Linked DNA regions of Mus musculus: region 1 is linked to region 2. A link is a contact called in public HiChIP or PLAC-seq data. All regions are on one chromosome and are shown on one strand. The core of a region is the stretch at or near the end of the contact, and the rest is flanking DNA. Distances in the headings are between cores, read along the strand shown.

Region 1 (5,149 bases), core at 1,398-3,897, 97 kb before region 2:
CAGACCATCTGGGGATGGAGAACCATGGAGAATGGTGGGAACACCAGAAGCAACAACAGCATCATCTGCCTACATAGCACTGGGCTCCAGGCTTGCCACGTGGTATCCTAGAAGCACTGAGGGAAGCAAACTGAAAAAGAGAAGTCATGAATAGTTGAGATTTAACTCTAAAGTTTGTTACGAAACACAGACTAGAATCCCCCACTCCTTCTGCCTCCCCTTCCCTCTGCCCTGCCACCCACAGATAGGTGTTAAAATGTCCATTACTTTCTTACTGGGATGCCATTTACAACACCCAAATCCATAATCGCATCCCACTGTTTCTGCTTCTGTTGCTTTACATCCACAGTGAATGCTTTGCCCATCCCAGGGGCCCAGATGCAAGGTTCTTTGTTTTAAATGAAGGCTACAGAGTGGGAGAAAAATCTTTGCTAGCTATACTTCAGGCAAGGGGGTAATGCCTGGGATATAAAGTGAACCATAAAACAACAACAACAACAACCCTTCTCTTTGGTTTTTTTGAGGCAGCATCTCCCTGTGTAGTTCAGGCTGGCCTCTAGCTCATAATCCTCCTGCTTCAGCCTGAAGAGCCTTAGAGCATTAATTCTAAAAGCAAACAAACAAACAAACAAACAACAAACAAAATCCACTCATTTATTGTATTTAATGTGTGGGCACACAAGTGTAGAAGTCAAAGGACAATTTTTGGGGGTCAGTTCTTTTTCTCCACTGTGTTTTTGGGGGGGATTGAACTCTGATGGTCAGGGTTACCCATTGAGCCATCTTGCTAGCCCTGATAGGACTGCTCCTGACATCAGCAATAAGGTTTAAAACAGCTGACCTCTTTGAGACTCAGATTATCTGGATTCACAGAAGGATACGCTCAAATATGGGGATGAGGGCATCTGTGAGGATGACAGAGGAGAAACACCAGGGAAAGGTGAACAGGCCGCCATTGCAGCTCTAGTAGGTGAGTCTGGGAGGTGTGTCTTCTGAGGGGGGCAGTCACAGTGGAGAGCTGAGACCAGAGATGCAGCAGTGTTGGCTCAGAATGGCGGAGGGGCCTGAAAGGAGGCAGAACCTAAAGAGTCCTGGAGAACAAAGGCCCCAGTCACAGCAAATCCTGTGAAATGTAGGGACTATCACACAATGGCCTTGAAAACATTTAAATATCTTAGAATAAAGCTAACAAAGGAAGTGAAAGACTGGAACAATGAAAACTTTAAGCTCTTGGAGAAAGACATTGGAAAAGATCTCCCACGCTCTCGGGTTAGGACTAGTACCATGAAAATGGCCACCCTACCAGAAGCCATCTCCAGATTCAGTGCACTCCTTATCAAAACTCCCAACACAATTCTTCACATGGATTGGAACAAGTAATCTTAAATTTCATATGGACACACAAAACACACAGGGTAGCTGAAACCATCTTGAATGGTCACTGGGCGCTACACTGTGCCACTCAGACGCGGTGAGTAGTTCATGTGCCCATTTTGAGAGACGCATCTTTGATGTGAGGACCCTGGGACTCGGAGGAGGTACTCAGCCTAGAAGACTAGGAGCAAGCACTGTGCTTGTTGCCTAGCTCCCTACATCTGCAGATCCTACCATAGCAACCTCTACCTCCCAGAGCTCAGAGCCCTGCCTTGGGCATCGGAACTATTTATCAAACATCGCTCTAATTGACTGTCTGGCAGACTGACTGCTTCCAGACTGCATGCAGAGCAGGCCAGTCTCTGCTCACCCTCTGTCTGTCTGTTTGTTCACAGAAGTTCCTGGATGAACAGCCTAGATTCCAATGTTAGCTTTTATGGCCTTGGGCTTGGGTTGGACACCTTCTGTGTCCTTGCCTGTAAAAGGGAATAGTGCTGCCCACCTTGTCAGGTTCCTGAAGGAATTGTAAAAAAAAAAAAAACCCAAATGTATGGAATGTCTATGGCACATAGTAGGCATTTCATAAATGGCCACTGTGAATTTAAGAATGATATCTAGGATGGGATACAATCTCATACTCCCCCACTACTATTTCTATGTAAGCACCTGACAAGCTAGTCTGTCATTACACATAATTCTCCAAGTTGCCCCCCTTAAACCCATCATTGACACCCTCTGCCCTCCCACACTTCCTCTCCGCCCCTAATCTACACCCATCTTCTACTAGAATCTTTCTGTGACATGGTCTTACAGGAAGTTTAGAAAAATGGAACCCTGCATTTCTACAGAGCTCCAGGGCCGTGCACCCCCGAGCTGGAGACGCATGAGGAAGTCAGCTGCATTTCTACAGAGCTCCAGGGCCGTGCACCCCCGAGCTGGAGACGCATGAGGAAGTCAGCGGCTAGAAACCCAGACACCCAGAGTTCATGGAAAGGAACTGAGTGCAGAGATTTCCTCTCCACTGAGCTATTTTTTTTATCTATAAATAGAACTCTTAAATTAGGCTTGAAAATTAAGGAACGCCATTTAAATCAAATTACAGTAAAGAGGAAGATTTCGAGAAAATCAATCACTTCACAGTTATTATACTGAACTGGGCGTGCTGATGAGAAAGGCCTCTGTCTTGTCCTGATTGTCTCAGGGATGCTCTGGGCCCAAAGCTTGACCCCCTACCACCCCTTCCAGGCTGGCCAGACAGCTTCAGAGCCTGGGCAGCTTCCTCAAAGCTCACACATTACCCCCAGGCAGGCTCTGCTTGAGCGAGAAGGTCCCTTTCTGCTCCACGTAGATGAGTAGGAAGTCTTGACATCGTCTGGATTTGAATACTTTGCCATATGTGTACACTGTAAATATCCTCTCCTAGACCGTGACTCACTGATTCTCTCAAAAGTGTCTTTTTAGCAAGCTTGAAGACAAATTCAGGCTCACCTATCAACAACCCTAGCCTGGAGTCAGAGAGACCATGGTCCCTGCGTCTGAGATGGTTCCACCCAACACTTCAGCATGGTAAGCTACTTTAGATCGAGGCTCGGAGTTCCCAGTTTTCTTCTCGTGGTCCTCAGCTAGTCTAGAGTAGCTCACATCTACCAGGCATCTGGACAGTGTCTTAGTGCACGTGGCCCCATGCAGAAGGAATTCACAGTAGATGTAGAACCTGATGTGGAGGAGAGGAAAGTCCCCATGCACATGGGTCCATGCAGGTTACACCCACAACACTAACAGGCACTAACTTGAGCATCCAATACCCATGATCCTAAACACTGAACAAGCAGCACTCAGTGGAACCACTGATGACCACAGCCAGTCCTCTGCTAGAGAGTGCCACAAATGCCTGGAGCCATTGAGTATCTGTCTTTGTCGCTCATGCTGCCTGAGTCAACCGTCACACAACACAGGTGAAGGAAGATGCTCAATGTCATATCTAATGAAGGCAGAAAAGGTCAAAACATACAGTTCTATGAACTAGGTTATTCTTTTATCCAAAGTAATGCCTGCATTTTAGAAATCAGAAAATACAGATATGGAAGAGGCCCACTCCTTAGAGACAAACACTTTAATATTATATTTCTTTTTTTGTTTTAAAATAGATTAAGGGGAATTCATAATTTTATAACTCTATCTCTCTGTCTCTGTCTCTGTCTCTCTGTCTCTCTCTCTTTCTCTGTGCCTCTTTTATATCATTGTGAGGTCTTCTGTTAGCTAATGTTAGACAAGCTGGCTGCTTCTCAATTGGATAGCGGCACCACAGTTTATTTAACCAATTTGCTGTTGCTGAACTTTTAGCTTGTTTTCCATTTTTCACTGAAATGCATCCATAGGATAAACATATCAACATAAACATATGGTCTCTGGTTGCCCAAGGAAGTGGAGTAGCTGGGTCAGAAGAAGCACAGTTGTTAGGACTCACACAGTAGGCAGAACAGCTTTTGCACTGAAAGCTCACACGGAGCTGGGGTGTGACTCTGTGGTGAAGCCCTTGCCTCCCAGGCTGGAGGAGGTCCGGGGTTCCACTTTTAGCACCTCTAAAATCAATGAGATGACCTCCACATTTGTAGCCTCAGAGGCACTGCATTAACAAAGGCTGTATAAGGGTTTGTTTGGGTTCACAGGATGGGGCACAGTCCACTGTGGCTGAGAAGCAAGGCAGCAGGAGCTTGAGGCAGCTGGTCACGGTTCGCCCACAGTCAGGAGGCAGAGGAGACATGAGCGCTGGGGCTCAGCTCTGCTCTGTACTCAGTCTGGGACCCTAACCTAGCAGCTGGCACTGTCTACATTCGGGGTGGGCCTGCCCACTTCAGTTAACTCCCTTAGGTATGCCAAGGCTTTGGTTTGCTAGGTGATTCTAGGCTCTCTCAAGTTGATGATCAGTATTAGTCAGCACCAGTGCTGTATAAGGGACATGGGCTGCACTGGCTTCTTTCCCAACACACGGCCTCGCTGGTGCTATGTGAATCCCACAGAAGAGGCCCTGGGTTTTAGCAAGGTCTGGGCAAATTAGAGTTTGCATTGCTAGGACCAGGGTCGGGTGCTGGTTGCTGTGACTTTTTTGTTCACATTATGATCTGATGCTGGAGTGGAGCAGGAGGCTTAGTTCCATGAAGTCACCCAGGTACCCAGGCTCTCCATTTTATGACTCTACTTGAGGCTATAGAATGTTGGATGGGAGAGTTATTTTGGTAGTATTTAGGGCAAGCCAGGTTTCTTTTCTTTCCTTCCTTCCTTCCTTCCTTCCTTTCTTTCTTTCTTTCTTTCTTTCTTTCTTTCTTTCTTTCTTTCTTTCTTTCTTTCTTTCTTTCTTTCTCTCTTTCTTTCTTTCTTTCTTTCTTTCTCTTTCTCTCTCTTTCTTTCTCTCTCTCTTTCTCTCTCTTTCTTTCTCTTTTTCTCTTTCTCTCTGTCTTTCTTTCTTTCTCTCTCTTTCTTTCTTTCTCTTTCTCTCTCTTTCTTTCTCTCTCTCTCTCTCTCTCTCTCTCTCTCTCTCTCTCTCTCTCTTTCTTTCTTTCTTTCTTTCCAGTTTTTCTTTAACTCAAAGTCCATTGGCTGGAATGTATCACTGCCACTGGACTGGATACACAGGAGATAGGGAAGAATCGGGTGCTGGGAGCCCAAGGAACAGCCTGGGTGGCCAATGTAGCACTGTCTATGACAGGGTGGAAGATAAAAGGGCTTTCTAAGCCTTGGGTAACTGGATAGACCCACGAACCATCTCTGAGCTTAA
Region 2 (5,463 bases), core at 1,318-3,817:
GCTTCTGTTTTTCCATTATATGTGGAAGTCAGAAGGCAGTGCCTGATCTGGCACAGTGACCTTGGACTTCCCAGCCTCTAGAACATGAGAAATGAGTGTTTCTGTGGTGTTCCCTGTCGTGTTCTGTTTCAGCACCCCAAACTGGATGTTGAGAACGCTCAGTGGCTCCCAATGTCTGGAGCAAGAATCCAGGAGATGCTGGATCTCTCTCAGTCTTGAGTCTCACAGGCTGTGCTGGAGATTCTGGATGGGGCAACTGTCCCCCAAAGGGTAACTAGGGGAGCCTTCTCCATGGTCCATCCCTGTGGTTGTGGCAGTGATCCTCTGCTTTGCCACAGCCTGCTAGTCAGAGGTCGTCACCGGCTGCTTATGCATCAGTTTTCCAGGCCAGACTGTCGGTAAGAGCAGTGCATACTCTTAACAGCTGAGCCATTTAATTCTTCAGCCTCTTTATCTTAGAGGTTTTGAAGTATAGACATTATCACACGCTTGTTGGATGAATGAGTGTCCTTTGGTGAGTGTTGAATTGATGCAATACCTAAGCCACTATAAAACAATTTACATGGCTGAGTGGCTTTGTGATTGCCACAAACAAACAAACAAACAAACTCCCCAAAAGACAAAAACTACCAAACAACACCCAAGAGAGTTCAAGCAACTTACCCCCAAGTCCTGTTTCCAAACCATGTGTCCAGGGGCCACATTGCAGAAGCTTAAATAACCTAGGAATCCCCAGTAGAAGATCTGTGGCAAGAGAGACTGCTGTCCCTCGAAAAGGAGATAGGAAGCAGACCTTTATCCTCTCCCAGGCTGAGGCAGGGGCTCCAGAGAATTTAACATTTAAATTTGCATAATTGTTTCCTCTTGACTGGCTCCCCCTACCCTGCTAGGGCCTATGTCCTAGAAACGCATTTCCCAGTGACAAGCATATTGTCAGCATAGATCAGATCTATGCACTGCAGCACCCTGATTGGCAGGCCTATTAAAAACAAAACAAAACAAAACAAAACAAAGAGCCCCCAAAATGAGCAACTTTGGGGATCAAAATGGGGAAGCTATAAGAACACATCTTAGCCCTCTCCCACCTCAACCCAGGCTGCTAATTGTGAAGCAGTGTGTCTGGATAAATTATATGGAAGAGATAAACAACTTGAGCTGTGCTTATTAAAAGAATAGCAAGTGGCTCAGGCCTTCCTGGCTAAGCCTCTCTGTGATCACTGCATTTATTTCACCCCCCAAAAAGTCTGCCTGGGTTTCTTTTAAGCCTGATAAACTCATTAGGTTAAGTTTCAGCCTCCATAAGAATGAAGGCTTTTCTATACATTAATTTATTTTAGTAAATAATTATTCTGTTTGGGTGAGGGAATACACGTCTCCATAATTTAATAATTGGGAGGCTATTAACGTGTGATTAATAGGAGTCATAAATGAACACTGATAGTTTAAAATTACTTTTTTCACTCTGAATCAATGAGATAAAGAGGGGTGGTGGGGTGGGAGAGTTTCCCCCCTCCACCTCCCACTCCTGAGAACAGAATGTATTATTTCTTCTTGGTGTGAGAGCTGACTCTGACACCTACTGTGCTTCTCTTTAGAGGTGTGCGTGTGTGTATGTGTGTGTGTGTGTGTGTGTGTGTGTGTGTGTATGTGTGTATGTGCATGTGTATCTGTGTGTTCATACTAAGAAACAGAAGAGCTAAGGAAAATCGGCAAGGAGGCAGCACAAAGTGGCCCGATCTTTCTAGTCTAGAGATCCCTCTGCCTCCTACCACCATGCCTATGAGAATTTGTTGCTCTGGCTCTGAGGAAAGCTAACAAGAAAATAGCAAATACTGGTAAGGACATGGAAAGCCATGAACTCTCATGTGTCCTTGGTTAGCGATGAGTCGGCGCAGCAGTAATGGAGCGGTATGGACATCCCTCAGAAAACTGCTTGCTGTGCAAGAACGAAGACCCGAGTTCGGATCCTCAATGTCCACTTAAAGGTGCTCATCTGAAGTCCCAGAGCTGGGGCAGGTTGGGGATGCGTCTAGACAAAGAGCAAGTTGGGGGAAAAAAGGTTTATTTGGCTTCTAAGCCACAGTTCTTGATTGAGGAAAAGCAAGACAGGAACTCAGCAGGACATGAAGCTGAAACCACAGAAGAGCCTGCTGACTGGCTTTCATGTTCATCTCATGCTCAGCCTGCTTCCTTATATAACCCAGGCCCACCTGTCCAGGGGTGGCACTACCCACCGTGGGCTGGGCCCTTCCACATCAATCAGCAATCAAGAAAATGCCTCAGAGACGTGCCAGGAGTCAATCTGATGGAGGCAGCTTCTTAACAGAGGTGACTCTAGTTTGTATCGGGTTGACAATAAAAAACAAACAAACAAACAAACAAACAAAAAACAGTATAGTATGTGATATCGCAAAGCCCGTGGTCAGGCGAGAAATAAGTTTGCAGAGAGCTATATAATACCAAGGGTGACAGTCCTCCTACACCAGGAGCAGGAGACAGAGCTGTGGCAGCAGTGTTAGGGAGGGCTCCCTGCAGGAGGTATCTTCATGGGGACTCTTACTGCATTCTCTGCCTTTTTTGTTTACTAGTAGATGTACTTATTTCTGCACTTAGATGTGGGTGTCAACCCTCTACACAGAGAGAGACACACACACAATCTATTATTAACCATGTCTGGTTTGCTGCTAAACTAAACAGAAAAACAGGATGCAAAGCTGGCATTAAGTTCTCACAATAATCCTTCCTCCCCACAGGCCCAAGGCCCTGAGACAGGCTCCAATGACATTACAGACCTGGGGACACCATTTCTACTGGACATTTAGTACGTTTTAGTTAGTGACACGAGTAAATAAAGTTCATTTCAACTCTGAAAGGATAGGACCAGGTGCCTTGAACAGCCAACTATCCACGAGTGAGGGGAAACAGAAACCTTATGCCTTAGCATCACACCTGTGGCTGCACAGGAAAGACAAGGGGGGGGGCACTGTGGCTCTGCATAGCAAATAGCCAGGAGCCATGCTGCTAGAAATCAGTCACAGTGAGCTTGTGTGATCAGGGAGGGAGGCACAGAGGAGGGGGCTTAGACCTTTTTGTCCCGCCAAGTCTGGGGGTGAGGGGGTGCAGCACATTCACCAGCCAGTGGCCGAGATAGCTGTGAAGGAAAAGATCAGGCTTACACAACTGCACAGAAAGCAGAGCACACCCAAGGACGACTCACTGTGGCTTCAGAAAAAGAGGCAGGAAGAGGGGAAGGCGGGTGTGGATTCTGTTCACATTCATGACCCAGAGAAGCCCCCTCAGGAAACAGGATGGTAGTGACTCAGTCATTTATTTATCCCATGAGAACTAAGAGAGAGGTGACATTCCATGAAATAACTGAGTTCCACGAGAACTCAGAAGAGGCAAAAAGCAGAGCTGAGCCTGATAGTTCAGGCGGTACAGGTGGTGTGCCCCTGTAGTCTCATCTACCTAAGAGGCTGAGGGAGGGAGATGGCAAATTCAAGGCTCACCTGCGCTATTAGATATGTTCAAAAATAGCTGGAGAAACTCAGCAAGACCCCGTCTCAAAAAAACAAGTAAAAATAATGGGGATGGAAGCAGAGAAGATATGTTCAAAGGTGGGGCAATTGTACAGTGTGGAGATCCCAGCTCAAAGGATAGTATTGAAAGAAAGGGGGGAGAGAGAGAGAGAGAGAGAGAGAGAGAGAGAGAGAGAGAGAGAGAGAGAGGGAGAGAGGGAGAGAGGGAGAGGGAGAGGGAGGTGGTAAAAATACAATATTGCAATGTAGGAGTATTAATTGTAGCATTGTAGAAGCTATCAGCAATACATCAAGATGAATCACAGTTGCTCCTACTGAGTAATCGGGTTCCCCAGTCCACTCATTTCCCCTACAATGATAGACTTCAGGCAGACAGGAGGCAGAGAATCCAAACCAAACCCCTTCTATACCACAGAAAGGATGCTGATTCGACCAAAAGATCATCCTCTGAGTAGCCACAGGACCTCAGGAAACTGGCCTCGGCTTCCAAATTGCTGAGTTTTGCTCTGCACTGCCTGGCTATTCCAACCGACTTCAACCTGGGTTTTGTCCTTGAAGCTATTGCTGCATATATAAGAAGAGCCTTAGTATTTCTTGGGTGCAAATCTTGCTGGTGCTTAGTAACAACAGCCCATAGGGATGCTGCAAGATACTGGGAAGGCGAGTAAGAGATGTGAGAGTGCAGAGGAGGGTGTCGCAGTTGCTTCTATTTTTAACAGGTGAAGAAGAGGTCCCAAGAGCCCATTATCAGCCAACAGGAAACAGAATGAGAACTCCTGACTCCTTGTTCTGAGTTCTGTCTGCCAAGCCATCTTACCCACACGGCAAGAGTGTTGAGCATTTCTTGGTTAAAGGTCTTCCTGGCATTGAGGAACAGCATCCGGGAGAGATGTTATACGGATGCAGGGAAAACATACAGAGCGAGCACACCGTGCCAAGCTTTGCGCTCCGTTCTCTTCGTGTACTGACCTCTTTCGCAGTGAGACAGGGACATGAGGTTGCCATCATGATCTCTACAAAGGAGGAATTGAGGCAAGGGTTATGAAAGCTGCGTGAGTCCGCACATCCAGTGAGCAGCTGCTGTCTCTTCATGGAAGCCATCAGGTTGAGAACTGGGCTCTGACTGTTGTGAGACTATGGCAGCAGACGGACCTGGCTATGCTTTCCCAGGAAAGAAGCCACCTTCAAGGGTGTAGAGGAAGCGTGACCCCTGCTTACACGTACCGCCGTTTCCGTTGATTTGAAGCAAATCCTGTGATCTCTTTTGTGGTCCAGTATCTCTTTGAACATATTTTCCTCTCCAAAAGATTCACCAAAAATTTGCCCTGGAAACAAGAAGCAATATTGTTACTTGTCAATTGCTGTGACAAAACACCATGACCAGGGCAACTTATAGCCGGAAGACATTATTTTAGCTTACTGTTCCAGAGAGATACAAATACGTGGTGGAGGGGCAGAGGGCGTGGCAGCAAGTTGCAGCCATGGGGGCAGGAGCAGGAAACCCGAGAGCTCGCAGCTTCAAACACTAGCAGAAAACAGAGGGCAAGCTGGAAGTGGGGCAAGGTTTTTTTTTTTTTTTTAATCTCAAAGTCTACCCCCATGATGTCCTAGCAAGGCTGCATCTCTCAAACATCCCCAGATAGCACTCCAACTGTAAGCATGTGTCTAAACATCTGAGTGTAAGGGGGACCTGCTCATTACTGCCACACACATCCACCCTCACCTGGAGTCCAGAAGCACTTGACAGGGTTAGAGAGCCCTTTTGTCTACTAAAAGGGCTATCAGGACTCTTTGAATCCTGAAATCTGATGCAGACAAGTATGGAGTAAAACTAACATCCCTATACAGCCATTCCCATCATACTTCTGTGGCAGAGCACTTGGCCCTATGTAGTCGATTTTTATGATTCTGGTTACTGTATTCT

What was found. HiChIP or PLAC-seq counts read pairs in DNA pulled down with a chosen protein or histone mark.
Region 1: a contact with region 2 is called in an H3K27ac HiChIP or PLAC-seq map of microglia, with 3 times the contacts expected there. The contact joins two enhancer-like sites. A contact is called at or near these places in 5 of 484 Hi-C or Micro-C datasets (the G1E-ER4 cell line, cerebellum, cerebral cortex and 2 more), 2 of 115 datasets of contacts at active chromatin or transcription factors (microglia and neural progenitor cells) and 1 of 9 other capture datasets (liver).

The regions. Positions count from the first base shown.
Region 1 is chr7:48,995,974-49,001,122 of GRCm38.p6, reverse strand. It overlaps a transcript of Nav2 not described here. Among named protein-coding and RNA genes, the nearest start is that of Gm32849, 43 kb to the left of the region's middle. Within about 2 kb of position 2,647, at least 26 of the 459 cell types and tissues checked have an H3K27ac peak or open chromatin away from gene starts, as enhancers often do. A contact at or near this core is called in microglia, where this site is marked.
Region 2 is chr7:48,898,110-48,903,572 of GRCm38.p6, reverse strand. No RefSeq gene overlaps it. Among named protein-coding and RNA genes, the nearest start is that of Gm2788, 20 kb to the right of the region's middle. Within about 2 kb of position 2,567, at least 26 of the 459 cell types and tissues checked have an H3K27ac peak or open chromatin away from gene starts, as enhancers often do. A contact at or near this core is called in microglia, where this site is marked.